Linked DNA regions of Oryctolagus cuniculus: region 2 is linked to region 1. Evidence: chromatin contacts called from public Micro-C data. All regions are on one chromosome and are shown on one strand. The core of a region is the stretch at or near the end of the contact, and the rest is flanking DNA. Distances in the headings are between cores, read along the strand shown.

What was found. A called contact is a pair of places that touch in the nucleus more often than the background predicts.
Region 2: a Micro-C map of ear pinna shows a contact between it and region 1, with 1.9 times the contacts expected there. The contact joins the promoter of MTUS1 here to the enhancer-like site in region 1. A contact is called at or near these places in 3 of 6 Hi-C or Micro-C datasets (ear pinna, psoas muscle and skin fibroblasts).

Annotation. Positions count from the first base shown.
Region 1 is chr2:72,388,065-72,391,838 of mOryCun1.1, forward strand. All of the region lies in intron 2 of LOC108175886, which reads right to left. Among named protein-coding and RNA genes, the nearest start is that of MTUS1, 41 kb to the right of the region's middle. Within about 2 kb of position 1,252, at least 1 of the 8 cell types and tissues checked has an H3K27ac peak or open chromatin away from gene starts, as enhancers often do. A contact at or near this core is called in ear pinna, where this site is marked.
Region 2 is chr2:72,428,525-72,432,024 of mOryCun1.1, forward strand. MTUS1 (microtubule associated scaffold protein 1) reads left to right here and starts at 2,060. Exons shown (of 15, transcript XM_070068467.1): 1 at 2,060-2,190. LOC108175886 reads right to left here and starts at 3,198. Exons shown (of 3, transcript XM_070068469.1): 1 at 2,060-3,198. The coding sequence starts at 3,054. The coding sequence ends at 2,107.

The sequences.
Region 1 (3,774 bases), core at 2-2,501:
ATTTACTTTTAAAAAAATGATTAAAAATAGACCATGAGTTTCTGGGTACAAGAAAGTCAGATTTGAAACAATCAGCTCATCGGTGATGTTTCACTACTCCCTTTTGACTTTTGCCCTTTTCTGATATTTCTGATTTGAAAGAATCTTCTGTTTTGTGAAAGTAAAGTGGTTTAGGAGGTCATAAGTATAGACTGGGTAGCTATACTAGGCCCAACAGACCAAACCAACATAGTGCTGAGTAACAGTAACTGGATGTTGGTTGATCACAGCCAATGAACTTATCATGCTGTAACCAACAGAGCAGTTGATGGCCTAAGCTGCAGCTAATTAAGTTGTGTCTCTACCTTCCTTCTGTTTTCCTATCAGTGCTTTCTGATCATGTTGGTGGCTGGCATTCACAGAATCTGCTCTGGTTCTGAGAGTTGCCCAAATCACAAACTGTTTTGTTTTTCTTTGCTCAAATACACTCTAGTAGATTTAATTGGTCTAAGGAAATTTCTTTTTAACAGTCTTCATATACTTATGTTGAGCAGGAAGAAAATCACGTTTTCTAAAAAGAAAAGAATCATACCTTTCTAAAAAAGTCAAAATCTGTTCATCTTTTGTGTGGGGGATAATTATGCAAAAATAAAGCAACGCCAAATTAAAGTGAAATTTTAACAATAGTTCCATATTGACTCAGAGATCAGCAGAGCCAAGGAAAAGAGTAATTCTAAAAATATTCAGAATATATCAAGAATGTGTTGAATATGATTAAGAACTTTTTCTAGATGTGAGTCTTTTGAAATCCAGATTCAAAGAACATCTGTAATATTGTTTTGCCTGTGAGTCACTAGGTACAATGAGTAACCTGGAGGAGAAAGGAGTTTGGAGGAATCATGTGTTTTGCTTTCAAAGCTGTTTTTAATATCAAGTTTTCCTCTCAGGCCACTTAGTTTGTAACAAGTTCCATAAATAATTCTGATGCATCCCACATTGAAGGACCATAAGCATCATTCCTCAAAGCTCATCTCATTCAGAAAAGCTGAGCCGTTTTGATATATTTGTTTCAGTTCAGACAGTCTTCCAGAATGAATCCAAAAGTCATAAAAGTTGATGTGAATAGTTTGGATGTAGATTCTCATGTAGTTTTCAGAGACACAGCAAGAACATAGATTCAATGATTGCACCGTGCAGATGGCTATTGGGTGTGCCCCCTAAATGCATCAGCAGCCTGTTGGGTATCCCTTACCCCGGATGATGCTCAGACAGCTGGTGCACTTCTCACACGCACTCCTTCTGTCAGCAAGCCTGGTCCGGACTACTTGCCCAGGGTGTGAATGCCTCTGTTCCATAATTTAATAAGAGACCAAAATCCCTGGAGCTCATTGGTCACTCTAGTTTTCTCACAGGACAATACTCATCAAAGCTCAAGTGAGGGTGTTACACCTCTTCTTCTTACACCATCCTCACTATCATCCAAAACTTCCTGAAAGAGTCTATTTACGGACTGAAACTTTCCACGCTGGATTCAGGCCCAGAGCAAAGTGTGGGGCAAGCTATTGGTCCATTTTTGGTTACTCTTTTTTTTTTTTCCCCTAGATCCATAAATAAAACCTTTCCAAACACAGAGTCTTCCATACCAAGATCTGACAAGTCTTCCATAAAGAACACTTTGTGAGCTGGCAAGTATTTTAAAATATAAATATTTAAAAATAAATATTTGTATATTTCACTGGAACATATTTTGTTCAAATTTCCTAAAGTAACAGAAAGGAAATGTAAGAAGCCTTCCTCTGTTCTGGAATGAGATTTTTTGAAGGGGTTGATCCAAAATGTCCCAGCTGTAGCGGGCTATAAAGACGCGCTTGTTAGTTTTTTTCTAGCACTGGTGTTTATGAGACAGGAAGTGCCGGACTTGAGGCCCCTTAGAGGGTGTCTGTGACTTCTGTCCTGCCACCGTGGTAAGACACTGTGGCCACTGTGTGCAGGATGCACCGCCGTTTGTGCCTCTTCTCTCTGCCTGCACAACATAGGGCACACGGAGTGAGTGCCTCTGATCACTGCCTGGCAACATTGTGGGTCTCCTCCGAGATTTTGCTTGAATTGACAGCATGCTTCTGCTTTCGCTGCAGGATTATAGTTGCAAAGGAGCTGCCCCATGGGCAATTTTCCTCAAGGATCAAATCCTCAGGAAATCCAGATTTCTTCCTCTGCTTCCTTTAGCGCTTCCTCCCTAAGATGCCTGCCCAGTGCCCTGAGACTCCCTTGACGTTGGCCTGGGTCTTTCCTGCCCCACCACAGCTTGGCTTCCTCCATACCAGGCTGCTCAGGGCCTTCGCGGGGCCAAGCTCAGCCCCTGCGTGCTCCTCCCTGGGGGCTGATTGTCCCACAGTCCTCAGGTGGATCCCCTCTTGTGCGTTGAGGTTGCTGCACCAGTGCCTCATTCGGTGCTAATACAGCCACTTTAGAAGAAGGTCCTCTCTTCTTCCCAGGTAAGGGACTGCGCCTTAACAATAAACCAACAACTTCGTTTCTTTTGGCTCCAACTCCACTGATGAGAACTGCTCAGGATTGAAGGCAGCTGTAGTCAGATGCACCCTGGAATCGAATCAAAGATGTGGACACCTAGTTTTTAAGTGCTCCACATCGCCCAGTGCAAACAAGACCTCATTGTCAGAAGATCTTGCTGCAGGATTTTCTGTTCACTGCCATTTGGAAGTACTGTTATCAAGGCTGAGCTGGAATCTGAACTTTAAGTTTGCAACGTCTGGTAAAATTAAGGTCTTTCTCCTCTGTATTCAGTATAGCAACTGTTAGCAGGGAATACCAATTAAGAAGGGATGCGTGGTCCATAGAAACACAAACAACGTATGAAGATACTTTAAGAAGTTTGTGGAAGATGGAATTAAAAGGTAAATTTATTTTGGTGCAAAAAAAAAGCCCATGTGTCATTTTTTCATAATACACATTTTACATGAACTATTTGAAGACCCCTCAAGTGCATGGATTTCAATATTTTACGTCAAAATAAATTTATACTTAAATTCTATTTTCCACAAACTTTTAAGAATAGCCTCATACATAGAACTATAATCTTCTAGGCCCCTAGTGTTCAATGTGAGGTCAGACTCATTATGGTCTTCTGAGAGTCATGCTTGTTCTCTAAATTTTCTTGCTCCAGACTGTTGGATAACATGTAACTGCGAAGGCAGCAGAATCCACTGAAGGTCCTGGTATCAGGTTTCCTTGGAACAGGCTAGCACATGGTTTCAGTCTTCCAAAGCTGATTACTCTGCTGTGGTACATGCTGACTCTACTCAGTAGTCTATCCCCTTATATAATATTGCCAGTGATTGTAGAGTCAGAGGCATACATAGGACACGTGCTTGACTAAGCTGTTGGATTTAATAATCCCTTTCCCTTAGGTTGTAAGTTATACACACCCTTAGCTGAATGGTTCAGGTGTAAGCTAGTCTCTGGGAAAAGGGAAGGGTACATTAATCTCTGTGGGCATTGGGAATGCAGTGGAAGATGGTCCGAGTCCTTGGGCCCCTGCACCAGCATGGGAAACCCAGAGGAAGCTCCTGGCTCCTGGCTTCCGATCGACACAGCTCTGGCCGTTGTGGCCATCTGGGGCGTGAACCAGTGGATAGAAAACCTCTCTTCTCTCTGCCTCTCCTTCTCTCTCTGTGAGAGAGAGATGCACTCTCTCTGCTGCACTCTGACTTTCAAATAAATAAATAAATAAATAAATCTTTTTTAAAAAAACTCTATGGGCCTCTGATATAAAAT
Region 2 (3,500 bases), core at 810-3,309, 41 kb after region 1:
TGGGACCCTGCTACACACATGGGAGATCCAGATGGAGTTCCAGGCTCCTGGCTTCAGCTTGGCCAGCCCCTGCCATTTTGGCCATTTGGGAAGTGAACCATTGGAAGAAAGATCTCTCTCCCTTCCTCTATCGCTCTGCCTTTCAAATAAGTAAAATAAACCTTTAAAGAAACTTTTTTTATTTTTGACAAACTGCTAAATGAAAAAAACATTTTCTCAGTGTTGTTAGGTTCTCTTTAGAGAAAACTAAAGTTTGCTTTTTCTTAGAGCAAAGGACCCCAAAGTGCTGTGGAGTTTATTGTCTGGTCCTTAATATTATTTCTGGAGTCTGCAGCAGGTCAGCATCAAAGTTCAGAGATCAGGAACATGGCAACATGCCCAGAACTTAGTTGGAAAGAGACCCAAGAGGCCTCATTTCAAGAATATTCGCCTTGACAGTCCCTGAGGATATCCCTAGAAGATAACTTGTGTTTCGATGTTGATGCAATCAGAAGCTAAACTTCAGATTTCCCAAGGCCCACAAAAGCAGCTCTAATTACTTAGAAGAGTGGTTTTTTTTTTTTTTTTTGCCTTCTCATCTGTCCCATAGAAAAATGAAGTAAAACAGGTTCTATATTTATAGATAGAAGGAAGCTATACAATAGAACTGTGGGGGGTTGGACCAAATCACGGGTCATCTGAGGGTTATAAAGATTAAATGATATGTTTAACACAAGAAATATTCTTATGGAGGAGGCACGTTGCTTATTAGCATAATTATCTCATGACTTACAGAAACAATGTGGCTGGTGCTTTTCATTTTGTTTAGATTGTGTGTATGCCTTTGCACAAGGAAGAGTCATCCCATGCTTAGCACTGAATCTTTTCAAATTCACCACATGCCTTTTATTAAAGTCACAGATCACGGGCCATCCGTGTGTGTGTTTACTGTGGGAACTTCAAAAGCAAGTGAGAGGTGTCACTGTAAAATGGAATAAAGAGATGAGGGTTGGGCTGCTGAGTTGCTTGTTCCTCACCAACTATGTGACCTTGGGCAAGTCAACCCTTCTGAGCTTCAATTTCCTCCCTTGAATAATGGAGTCAGTACTCTGACCTGCATTTGCCTGGGTCTTGCTTTGAGGAAATAATAAACCACTGTACCTGTACCAAGACTGCACAACTGTAAATGATAATACATCTTGTAGTTCAGCTAATACTCCTGCTATAGAAAACTGCAGACTGCAAAGTCTTCAGATTTATATTCAGAAAAAAACCTTATTTCTCTTCAAAAGCCTTTAATTAATTTTTCATAATTAAATATGCTTTTTAACATTTTGGACTCAAGTTGTCTGACAGTCAATGGTTCAGTAATAGCACATTTTTCCTAGGTGGGAGATCATCTTTGGAAAAGAGAAGAAAGTATTTTAGGGGTGTCAGGGAGGACTGTGGAAGAAGCGTGCTTAGTTCAGCAAAGAGCCAAGATTTAGTTTGTATTTAGAGAAAAGTGGGTCGGGCTTAGTTTCTCTCCACTTTGTATCCAGAGATCCAAAAGCTGTAGTGCTCATTTTTTTTTTTAAAGATTTATTTTAGTTATTTGAAAGGCAGAGTTACAAAGAGGTAGAGGCAGAGTGAGAAAGAGATCTTGATCTGCTGGTTCACTCCCCAAATGGCCTCAATGGCCCGAACCAGGAGCTTCTTCCGGGTCCCCCACGCGGGTGCAGGGGCCCAAGCACTTGGGCTATCTTCTACTGCTTTCCCAGTAGAGAGCTAGCTCAGAAGTGGAGCAGCCGGGACTTGAACTGGAGCCCATATGGGATGCTGGCGCTGCAGACTGGGGCTTTAACCCGCTGCGCCACAGCGCTCATTTCTTTAGCCTTTAAAACATGTTTGCAAGTAAACTTCTCTGCAGCAAGGAGAGAAAAGAGTACCATCGAACGCTCTAAGCGACAGTCACTGCTGGTTTCTTACCAGCCTGCGCTCTCATTAATTCTCACCTTCCCCCGCCCCTGCTGCCCGGCCCCACCACTCGAGGGAGAAGCCAGGTGGCGAGAGGGAAGCAGGAAGCTGAACCCCATCGTACCCTGGCTTGGCTTGGGGCTCCAGCGCTGAGATCTGCGGACGCGGGGTTCAGCCAGGTGCGCGGGCTGAAGCTACAACACCGGCGGCAACAGGTGCAGCGCGGCCCGGGCCGGACGCCCGGGGGTGGGGCGGGTACGTACTTAGCCCGGGAGCGCGCGGGGCTTCGGGATTGGAACCCGGGAGCGCTAGGAAGGCGGGAGCGGAGCACGGTGAGAGCCTCCCCGCGCGCTTCTCTCCAGCTCCGTGGGACGCCGCCCCCTGGCCTTGGTCCCCCGCCGGGAGTCGCGGGAGGGGACCGCTCCAAAGGGGCCGCTCAGCTTTTCTATTTACAAGTTTCCTCAACTCCCCGCCCTTGCTCCACCCCCTGGCAGCCAGGGAGGCGGGGAGGCTGGTGCTCCTGGACCCTAGGTTCCCGCCGGCTGCCGCCGCCAAGGCTGCGGGTGGGGTGCCCGACGAGCTGCGCGGCCGCAGGTGCAGACGCCGCCCAGCCGGCCTCCTGGGGTGGGCCGGGAGCGGCCCCCGCCTAAGGCCCGAAGCGCGCGGCCCCGGAGCGGCTCGCCGCCCCGCCTCTGCGTCCCAGTGCGAGGAGAGCTCCGGGCTGGCTTGGAGGCGCTGCGGGTAAGTGCGGAACAGAGCAGGTCCCGCTACCCGGTGGGGACGTGGTGGCCACGACTGGCGCGCGGTCACGGGACGAACCTTCGGGGAGGGGGCGGGTACCCCGGGGGGCCTGCGCCCCGAGTGTGGGGAGAGGGTGCAGAGTCCGGGAGGCGGCGGAGCAAGGCAGGTCTCACGTGGGGTCAGTGCCGCTCCTGCGGAAGGGACGGCTGCAGATCGGCGGCTGTCACCTTGAAAGTGACCGAGGGGTTCCCCCGTGCGCTCCCATTCGTAGACAGGCAAGCTTGCGTCCTCGGCCGGAAGCCGCCCACTGGGCGCTTGACCGGTGCTCTGAGCCTTCCCGCTGGGCGCTTCACCGGTGCCGGGCTCAGTCGGAGCCATCAGGGCCGAGAAGGGCGAGAGATGGGGCGTCCGCGGTTCCCAGCGGCCTCCTGCCCTGCGCGCCTTCCTGCCGCTCGCTGGCCCTTTTCCAGCTCTCCGGCAGCATGCCCCCTCACAGAGGCCACGGCGTTGGCTAATGTGATGAGCAGACCCAAGTGTCCGCCCTCCTCTCCTCAAAGCCTACCCTGGCCTGCTAAGTCCCCAGAAAGATCCTGACTTTGCAAGTAGGGGTGAAGATAAATCACTCAAAGCCTGCACTCTTCTACGTGCTGTTTGCTTTAACTAGTCAGTGTTGTAGGAAAGGAAACCCGGTGTGTCTGTTTTGTTTGCGTTAAAACAAAGTCTGAGGCGAGGCAGGGGGAGGGCGAGAGTTGTCCGGCTGTGCCAGGTGATTGGAATCCGGTCATCAGCTTCCCAAATCGCCGCGCTGGGGCTGGGAATGGATT